Regions from separate parts of the Macaca mulatta genome. Here region 1 is linked to region 2. A link is a contact called in public Hi-C data. All regions are on one chromosome and are shown on one strand. The core of a region is the stretch at or near the end of the contact, and the rest is flanking DNA. Distances in the headings are between cores, read along the strand shown.

What was found. Hi-C and Micro-C count contacts between places; a contact is called where the count stands out from the background.
Region 1: a contact with region 2 is called in a Hi-C map of fetal cortical plate, with 2.5 times the contacts expected there. The contact joins the promoter of GABPB2 here to the promoter of SEMA6C in region 2. A contact is called at or near these places in 2 of 14 Hi-C or Micro-C datasets (fetal cortex germinal zone and fetal cortical plate).

Annotation. Positions count from the first base shown.
Region 1 is chr1:116,029,001-116,032,821 of T2T-MMU8v2.0, reverse strand. It overlaps GABPB2 (GA binding protein transcription factor subunit beta 2), which reads left to right and starts at 1,805. Exons shown (of 9, transcript XM_077947927.1): 1 at 1,805-1,978. It overlaps LOC144331465 (a long non-coding RNA gene), which reads right to left and starts at 3,419. Exons shown (of 2, transcript XR_013398533.1): 1 at 2,753-3,419; 2 at 1,778-2,611.
Region 2 is chr1:115,943,745-115,947,524 of T2T-MMU8v2.0, reverse strand. SEMA6C (semaphorin 6C) reads right to left here and starts at 1,652. Exons shown (of 19, transcript NM_001265715.1): 1 at 1,420-1,652. It overlaps LYSMD1 (LysM domain containing 1), which reads right to left. Exons shown (of 5, transcript XR_003720475.2): 5 at 1,814-1,937.

The sequences.
Region 1 (3,821 bases), core at 556-3,055, 85 kb before region 2:
ACAGGGTCCTGCTCTGTCACCCAGGTTGGAGTGCAGCACCGCAATCACTGCTCACTGCAACCTCCACCCACCGGGGTCAAGGGGGCCTCCCACCTCAGCCTCCCAAGCAGCTGGGATTACAGGGGCCTGCCACCAGGCCTCGCTAATTTTTGTATTTTTCATAGAGATGGGGTTTCACCATATTGCCAGGCTGGTCTCGAACTCCTGACCTCAGGTGATCTGCCCGCCTTAGCCTCCCAAAGTGCTGGGATTTACAGGCGTGAGCCACTGAGCCCGGCCTCATTTTATCTTTCTATAATAATATTCAACTTAGAGGAAGAATGATTTGAATAGCATTTAGACATTAAATGGTGAACGTCGCATTGAACAGATAAATAATGAAAGGGCAAAATCAACTTAAAATTAGAAAAGTAGGGAGACAGCTACAACCACTCTTCTGCTTGCCCACTGACTACCAACATATTTCAGGTAATAATTCTCCTAGGTGCCTAACAAGATAAACGAATTCACTCAAATACGTTATCTGCTTAATTTCTGGTTTTTGTGTGCCTACTATAGGAAAGCACTGAGCCAAAAGAATGTAAACGGGAATGAGACAAGACTCCAACTCTCAAGAGAAACTGTAAATACCAATATGGATAGGACAGCATTGGGCAGTGTATCATAAATAAGGATGATCTAGAGAAGTCCCCAAGAGAGAGAAAAAAAGGCAAATCCTCCCTCTAGGCCATGAAAACCCCACATCTAAAGACCGTCCCAATCTAACGGAGAATGGGGCCAGGAAGGATAAGCAGTGCGTCCTTTTCTATTTTTACTGAGTTTTGAAAGGCCCCTTCAGAGTCCTTCAGTCATGGCAATTGGTGGGTGGGGACAGGGATCAACTGGTAAATAAAATGACTAAATGGATTTGCAAACTCATGTTCCATCCTCTTGCAGGCCTCCAAAAAGAAATGACTCAGGCCGGGCGCGGTGGCTCACGCCTGTAATCCCAGCACTTTGGGAGGCCGAGGCGGGCGAATCGCTTTAGGTCAGGAGTTCGAGACCAGCCTGGCCAACACGGTGAAACGCCGTCTCTACTAAAAATACAAAAATTAGCCCAGCGTGGGGAGAGGCTGAGGCAGGTCAATCACTTGAACCCGGGAGGCGGAGGTTGCAGTGAGCCGAGATGGCGTCACTGCACTCCAGCCTGGGCGACGGACTAAACGAGACTCCGTCTCAAAAAAAAATAATAAAGAAAGAAAAGAAATGACTCAGTTATTTGTTTCACTGTTTGCACGGACAGCTTGGCTCTGGGGTCCTTACATTCGGGCTGTAACTGGAAAAATGTGTCCATCAGGCACCAGAACCCAATTCACAAACAAAGCCAGGAACGTCCCAAACAGCTGCAGCCGAGGTTTGGGATAAGGAAGTGAGGCTTTCCTGTCAACCTAAACCTGGCCGCTCAGGACCCGGAAGAAGCAGCCAAGAGTTAAGACGCAAACTGCAGGACTGATGCACGATCCGAGTCTCCCTCAGCGGTTCTCCAGGTTCTTGGCGCCAACACGAGCCCCGGGCTCCGTCCCCTGCTGGAACTATTCAGACGCGCAACACACGTAACCAGCAGTCCTCCGCCCCGTTAAATAGTCCTGCCTAGGATGCCTCGGTGACGCACTTTTCCACCTCAGAAGTCCCTCAGCAGATATGCGATGAGCCTCGGGGATGCATCATCTTTCTGTTCGAATGGGAGTATGGGTTTTCTGATCATTTTCCCTTCACAGATTCCTCCGCCAGAAATCTTACTCGCGGCGTCTTCATTTCCGGGTCCGCCATTTCCTTGCCTCTGTTTCTCCACGAGGGGGGGTTAAAGGCCCCCAAAACATGCACACATGAAAAGGGCAAAAAGTAACCGTCCTTGACAGGCAGTCTTAACTAGAGAAGGAAACGGGACTAAACTGGCGGGCTCCGTGGAAGCGCGGCCGGCAGCGTCCCGGACGAGGAGGTGAGGGGAAAGAAGAGATGTGTGGACTCCGGGGGGCGTCAGGGCTGGAAAGGAGAGTGCCGTGAGAAGTCACACCGCTTCCCAGCCCAGCCTCGGACTTCTGGGTGCGGACCGCGCGGCTCCCCGTCACCGAAGCGGGGGCAGCTGGGGGAGGGGGACGGAGAGGAAGGGGATGCTGTCGGGAGGAAGGGGAGGGGACTGGAAGGAGGTGAAGAAGGGGGTGGGTGTAAGACCTGGGGCTGGGGAGCTGGACCAAGGGAAGCCCAGGCCGCGGAGGTGACCACTAGGGGGCGAGGCGGTGCCGGAGCCGAGGCCTGTCGCCAGAGGCTGAGTTTGGCTCCCTGCCCCAAATTGGTTCCCATCTTTCAGACAGACATTGGTGTGAGGAACTGTAGGGTTTATGATAGAGAGGGAAACGGCGACCCTCATTCTCTGACCCTAATAATGACCTGAAAGATAACTAGTGAACTCGGTAATCTGAACGAGAGCAGTATGGGTCCCGCCTCTGCTTTTTTGCTTTTTTTTAAGACTGAGTCTCGCTCTGTCACCCAGGCTAGAGGGAGTGGCGCGATCTCGGCTTACTGCAACCTCCAGCTCACTGCAGCCTCCGCCTCCCGGGTTCAAGTGATTCTCCTGCCTCAGCCTCCCGAGTAGCTGGGATTACAGGCGTGTGCCACCGTGCACAGCTAATTTTTGTATATTTTTAATAGAGACAGGGTTTCACCATGTTAGCCAGGCTGGTCTCGAACCCCTCACCTTAGGTGATCCGCCCACCTTGGCCTTCCAAAGTGCTGGGATTACAGGCGTGAGCCACGCTCCCGGCCTCGACTCCGCTTCTTTCACAGTTGTTTGTACAGCTGGCCGCCCAGTGGGGACTTGAGCAATACTAAAAGAAACATAGATTCTTCCACTGCAATTCTCCTTTCCGTTGGCTGTCTCCTGTTCTCACATACTTCCTTGAGCCAGAGGTCATCCCATTCCTCTCCCTTTTCCCGAAAGGGCTTTCTCTCTAGAGGGTCCCCCCACCCCGTTGTCTTTGGAAAAGGACAATCTATGGCTTACTATCAACAATGTAACAAAATTTTGGCCATCCATTCATTTAATCACTTGGTCCACCCAATCCAGTAGAGATGTTCTTAGACATGTATTTTCACACCTGCTTTGATGACAGTAAGGACAAAAAACCCATCCAAATTCTTAAATAAAGTAATTAATTACCCTTGGATAATAGAATACTTTGTTGTCAAGAGCTCAAGCACTTTATGAATTATTAAAACACACACTTATTGAAAGGTTTTGGCCGGGCGCAGTGGCTCACGCCTGTAATCCCAGCATTTTGGGAAGCTGATGTGGGAGGATCCCTTGAGCCCTGGAGTTCTAGACCAGCCTGGGCAAAATAGGGAGACCCCTGTCTGTGCAGAGAAAAAAAGAAAAAAAAAATTTTAATCATTTGGGCGTGGTAGTGCCCACTGGTGGTCCCAGCTACTCGGGAAGCCGAGGTGGGAGGATCGCTTGAGCCCAGGAGGTCGAGGCTGCAGTGAGCTGTGATTGCGCCACTGCACTCCAGCCGGGACCACAGAGTGAGGCCCTGTCTCTTTAAAAAACAAACAGGCTGGGCGTGGAGGCTCTCGTCTGTAATCCCAGCACTTTGGGAGGCCGAGGAGGGTGGATCACCTGAGGTCAGGAGTTCGAGACCAGCCTGGCTAACATGGTGAAACCCCATTTCTACTAAAAATACAAAAAATTAGCACAGTGTGGTGGCACACGCCTGTAATCCCAGCTACCCAGGAGGCTGAGGCAAGAGAATGGCTTGAACCCGGCAGGCGGAGGTTGTAGTGTGCCG
Region 2 (3,780 bases), core at 403-2,902:
TGATACATCTTTAAGAGGGCTTCTTGTAGCTGTTTTTGGGGAGCAGCATCTGGTCAGCTCCTCAACTCCTGGCCTGGAGAAAAGATCACTCTGCCCTGGAAGAATCCGAGCTGCTTCACACCCCCCATCTGAAGCACATGGGAGAGACCTGGCTGATTCTCCCCTTTCCAGATCCTCCCCTTGCTGGGAAGAGGAAACAGCCCTTCTCTCTCCTGGCCCCGAAGCCACCTCTGGGGAGTGGTTGGGGTCATAGCCAGAGTCTAGCAGAGCTGTGGAAGGGATGGAGAAGGGGAGACTGGGCTGGGGACAATAGCAGGAAGCCTTTGGGCTGGTCGCCCGCCCCAGTCCACCTTCCTCAGAGGGAGCAGGGTCGCGCCAAGGAGCCTGTGGAACCGGAGCCTTCCTTTCTCCAAGCCATTTCCCCCACTCTTAGCCCTTAGCCCCACACTCAGCACCTACCCTCCTTCCCACCCAACCCCCAACCAGGACAATCCAGGTGTCTAGAGCCTCGAAAGAGGTGGGCCTAGGGCCAGGGGCTCGACGTGTCTCCCCCTCACTGGATCCGGGGCTCCAAGGAGGGGCCGGTAGCAGAGTCTGGGCCGGGACCGGGTCCCAGAGCCACGTTAGCGGGAGGAGGGGCTGGAGGGGCCTGCAGGCGCAGACGGAGAGGGGATGGGAGCGGGGGTTGGGGAGCGGAGGCGGGTCTCCCAGGCCAGGGAAACAGGGCCAGAGGCTGAGGCCACCGACGAGGGCGGGCCTGAGGCCGGCGCTGAGTGGGGTCCGTGGGCTTAGGAGGCAGTTGCCAGCTCGGATATCCTCCTTGGGAGACCTCAGTCTAACAAAGCCCCGGGCCGAGCGGGCTGAAGGAAGGAGATAGGCGCTGGGACCGAGGTTGCTCGGGGACCCCATTTGCCGCCTCTTTGCACGAGCCAACCCTTCAGAGGGTGCTCAGATTCCGGCTTGCACAAGGACAGAGGAGCACCCGTGACACAAAGTCCAGAACGATGCGTCCCTCTTCCCATCCCTTCAGGGACGTCAGGAGGGTCTAGTTCTCCGCGGGTCTCAGATCCCTAGTTTCCCTGCCGGGAAAGCAAGGGGCCAGATTTTCCACCCTCTCTACGGTGCGCGCCTCAAATAATCCCTTTTCGCGCTTCCCAATCCAGCGGGATGCGACTTGAAGAAAGCCCAGTTGAATGAGGTGCCCAGACTCTGCTCCCACCAGTACAGTTACGGGACTCGGCTACCGTGCCTCCTTCTTCCCTGCACCCCAATTTCGTTGACCCTCTCCGTCAGCCAGGCACACCGGGCGCCGACACCCTCCCTGGTCCCCTGGCGCTTCAGAAGCTTGGCCCCCGCCGGCCGCGCCTTCCTGCTCCCTCCCCGCCTCCCCGCAGCCCCTTCCCTGCCCCGGGTACTTGCTCCAGGATTCGGGTCAGCGAGATGGAGATCGCCGCGGACGGCAAGCGGCCACGCGCTGCGCTGAGTTCGCAATCCGTGGTTGTGCTCAGGCGAGATGCGATGAGCGTCCGAATTGGATGGTACTCGAATTTGGGGTCCAGGGCGCTGTCGGGAGAGCCCTGGGTCCGAGTCCAGCCGCGGATCCGCGGAGGAAAACAATGCGACCGCCCGGAGCTCTGGGCTCGGCCCCAGCGGCCCCGCCCGCCTCCCAGCCGGGCCCACCTCCTGCCCGCCTTTGGGTCGCGGCGACTAATCCTGCCCTTGGAGGGCGGCTAGACACCGCCTTCTCGTCACCTCTCCGCCAATAGTGCCGCCCGGGGAGGGGCGCCAGGAGCACCGTCCACCAAGAGGGCCAGGCCGGGAGGCTGAACTGGAGACCAGAGACAGACGCGAGATGGAGAGACCCACGGACAGTCGCTGACACCGGGCAGAGGAAGAAATACATACAGAAGCAGAGATCGGCTGGCACAGGAGAGGCTCTGGGGAGAAATTTCACAAGAGAGGAAGAGGAGCTGGGAGGAGAAAGAGACAGGAAACCTGGGAGCCTTGACGGGGCTGGGCTGGGCTGTCAGAGCCTGCGCGATCCGTCCTCCCTTCCCCTCCTATACGGTTTGGGCGACCCTGCTCCCGAGGGAGCCTCCCGCATCTCCCTGACTCTGCCCCCAACTCTCCGTTGCTCCTCTCAATGCTTTTTCCCTCTTTCTCCTTATTTCTCCCCGTAGGCCTCCTCTCGTTCGTCCTGACCCTGATAAGGAGGCCTAGCATGCGCGTGGGGGCTGGAGGCCTGGGAAAGGAAAGGAAGGTGTCAGCAGGAGGTTTCCCTTGTTTCCATGATCTCCTCCCCTCCCACCTCTACAAAGCAGCATGAGTTTGGGCCACTATGGCAAGAACTAGCTAGCAGTCAGGCTGTTGGGTCATGGAAGAGGGCAGGTGAGAGAGGCTGAAGCCAAAACAGATGTGGAAATCAAGACTAATTGACTCAGAGAAAGACACAGACAGAGTAGCAACTCTAAGACCTGAGACAGTAACCCACACAGCCTTACTGCCCCCAGATATATGTCCCACCTTTCCTCAGAGGACCCTGACATCCCTCCAAACAGCAGAACTGCCCCTTCTCCCTCCCCACCCTTCATAAAGCCCCTGGGAATGTCAGTGAGGAGGAAGAATAAAGCTACTACAGACAGGATTGCTTGGTACCTTGGTATTGCCTGGTAGGATTCTTCTCTATGTGGGGCTGGGACAAAAGACATTCTCAAAATTCTCCAGGAAAGTGGGTGGCCTGGGAGACACTGGCATTCTCAGATAGTTTTATCTGACTGAACACTTCTACCCACATCTTGGACTCTGGACTAGAGGAAAGGAGGGGAAAAGGGTTTGCCACTTTTAGGCCAGCCTTAACTGGACTGTGATCAGGGAGGGGAGCATCGACAACTAGGCTAAGCCCCACAATGAGTACGCAAGAGACCTAAACATACACACACATGTGCACACACACACACAGAGAAAGAGAGAGAGAAAGAGAAGACAGAGACAGAGACAGAGATTTAAGGCCAGGTGAACCAGTAAGGTGAACAGTAACTCAGTAAAGTCAGATCTAAAACAATAGAAGAAGATAAACTGGGACAATATCTACACAGGATTAACTGCGGAGAGATCGTGGGCCCAAGGCAGTTCAGCAGTTGGGGTTGTTTTAAAGGCTGGAAAGAAATTTTGAGAGAGGCCGGGCGCGGTGGCTCAAGCCTGTAATCCCAGCACTTTGGGAGGCCGAGGCGGGTGGATCACGAGGTCAGGAGATCGAGACCATCCTGGCTAACATGGTGAAACCCCGTCTCTACTAAAAATACAAAAAACTAGCCGGGCGTGGTGGCGGGCGCCTGTAGTCTCAGCTACTTGGGAGGCTGAGGCGGGAGAATGGCGTGAACCAGGGAGGCGGAGCTTGCAGTGAGCCGAGATCACGCCACTGCACTCCAGCCTGGGAGACACAGCGAGACTCCGTCTCAAAAAAAAAAAAAAAAAAAGAAATTTTGAGAGAAAGACACCTCAAAATATAGAGGCACTGAGAGGTTAAAAGAAATCTCCCCAGCTCCTAGCACAGGGTTTAGGTACTCAGATACATGCTTATTGAATAGATTAGTGAGTGGGGATTAGGGTATAATTCATTTAAAGTTTTAGGACCCAGCTCAAATCTCAGTTCAGTAAGTATTAAACACTTACTTGAGACACAATCTACTGCACAATCCACTGCACAATCTACTGGGTTGTGGTCCCAGACTTTAAGAAAATGATAATATATTTGAATTAAAATAAGATTTACATGTACTA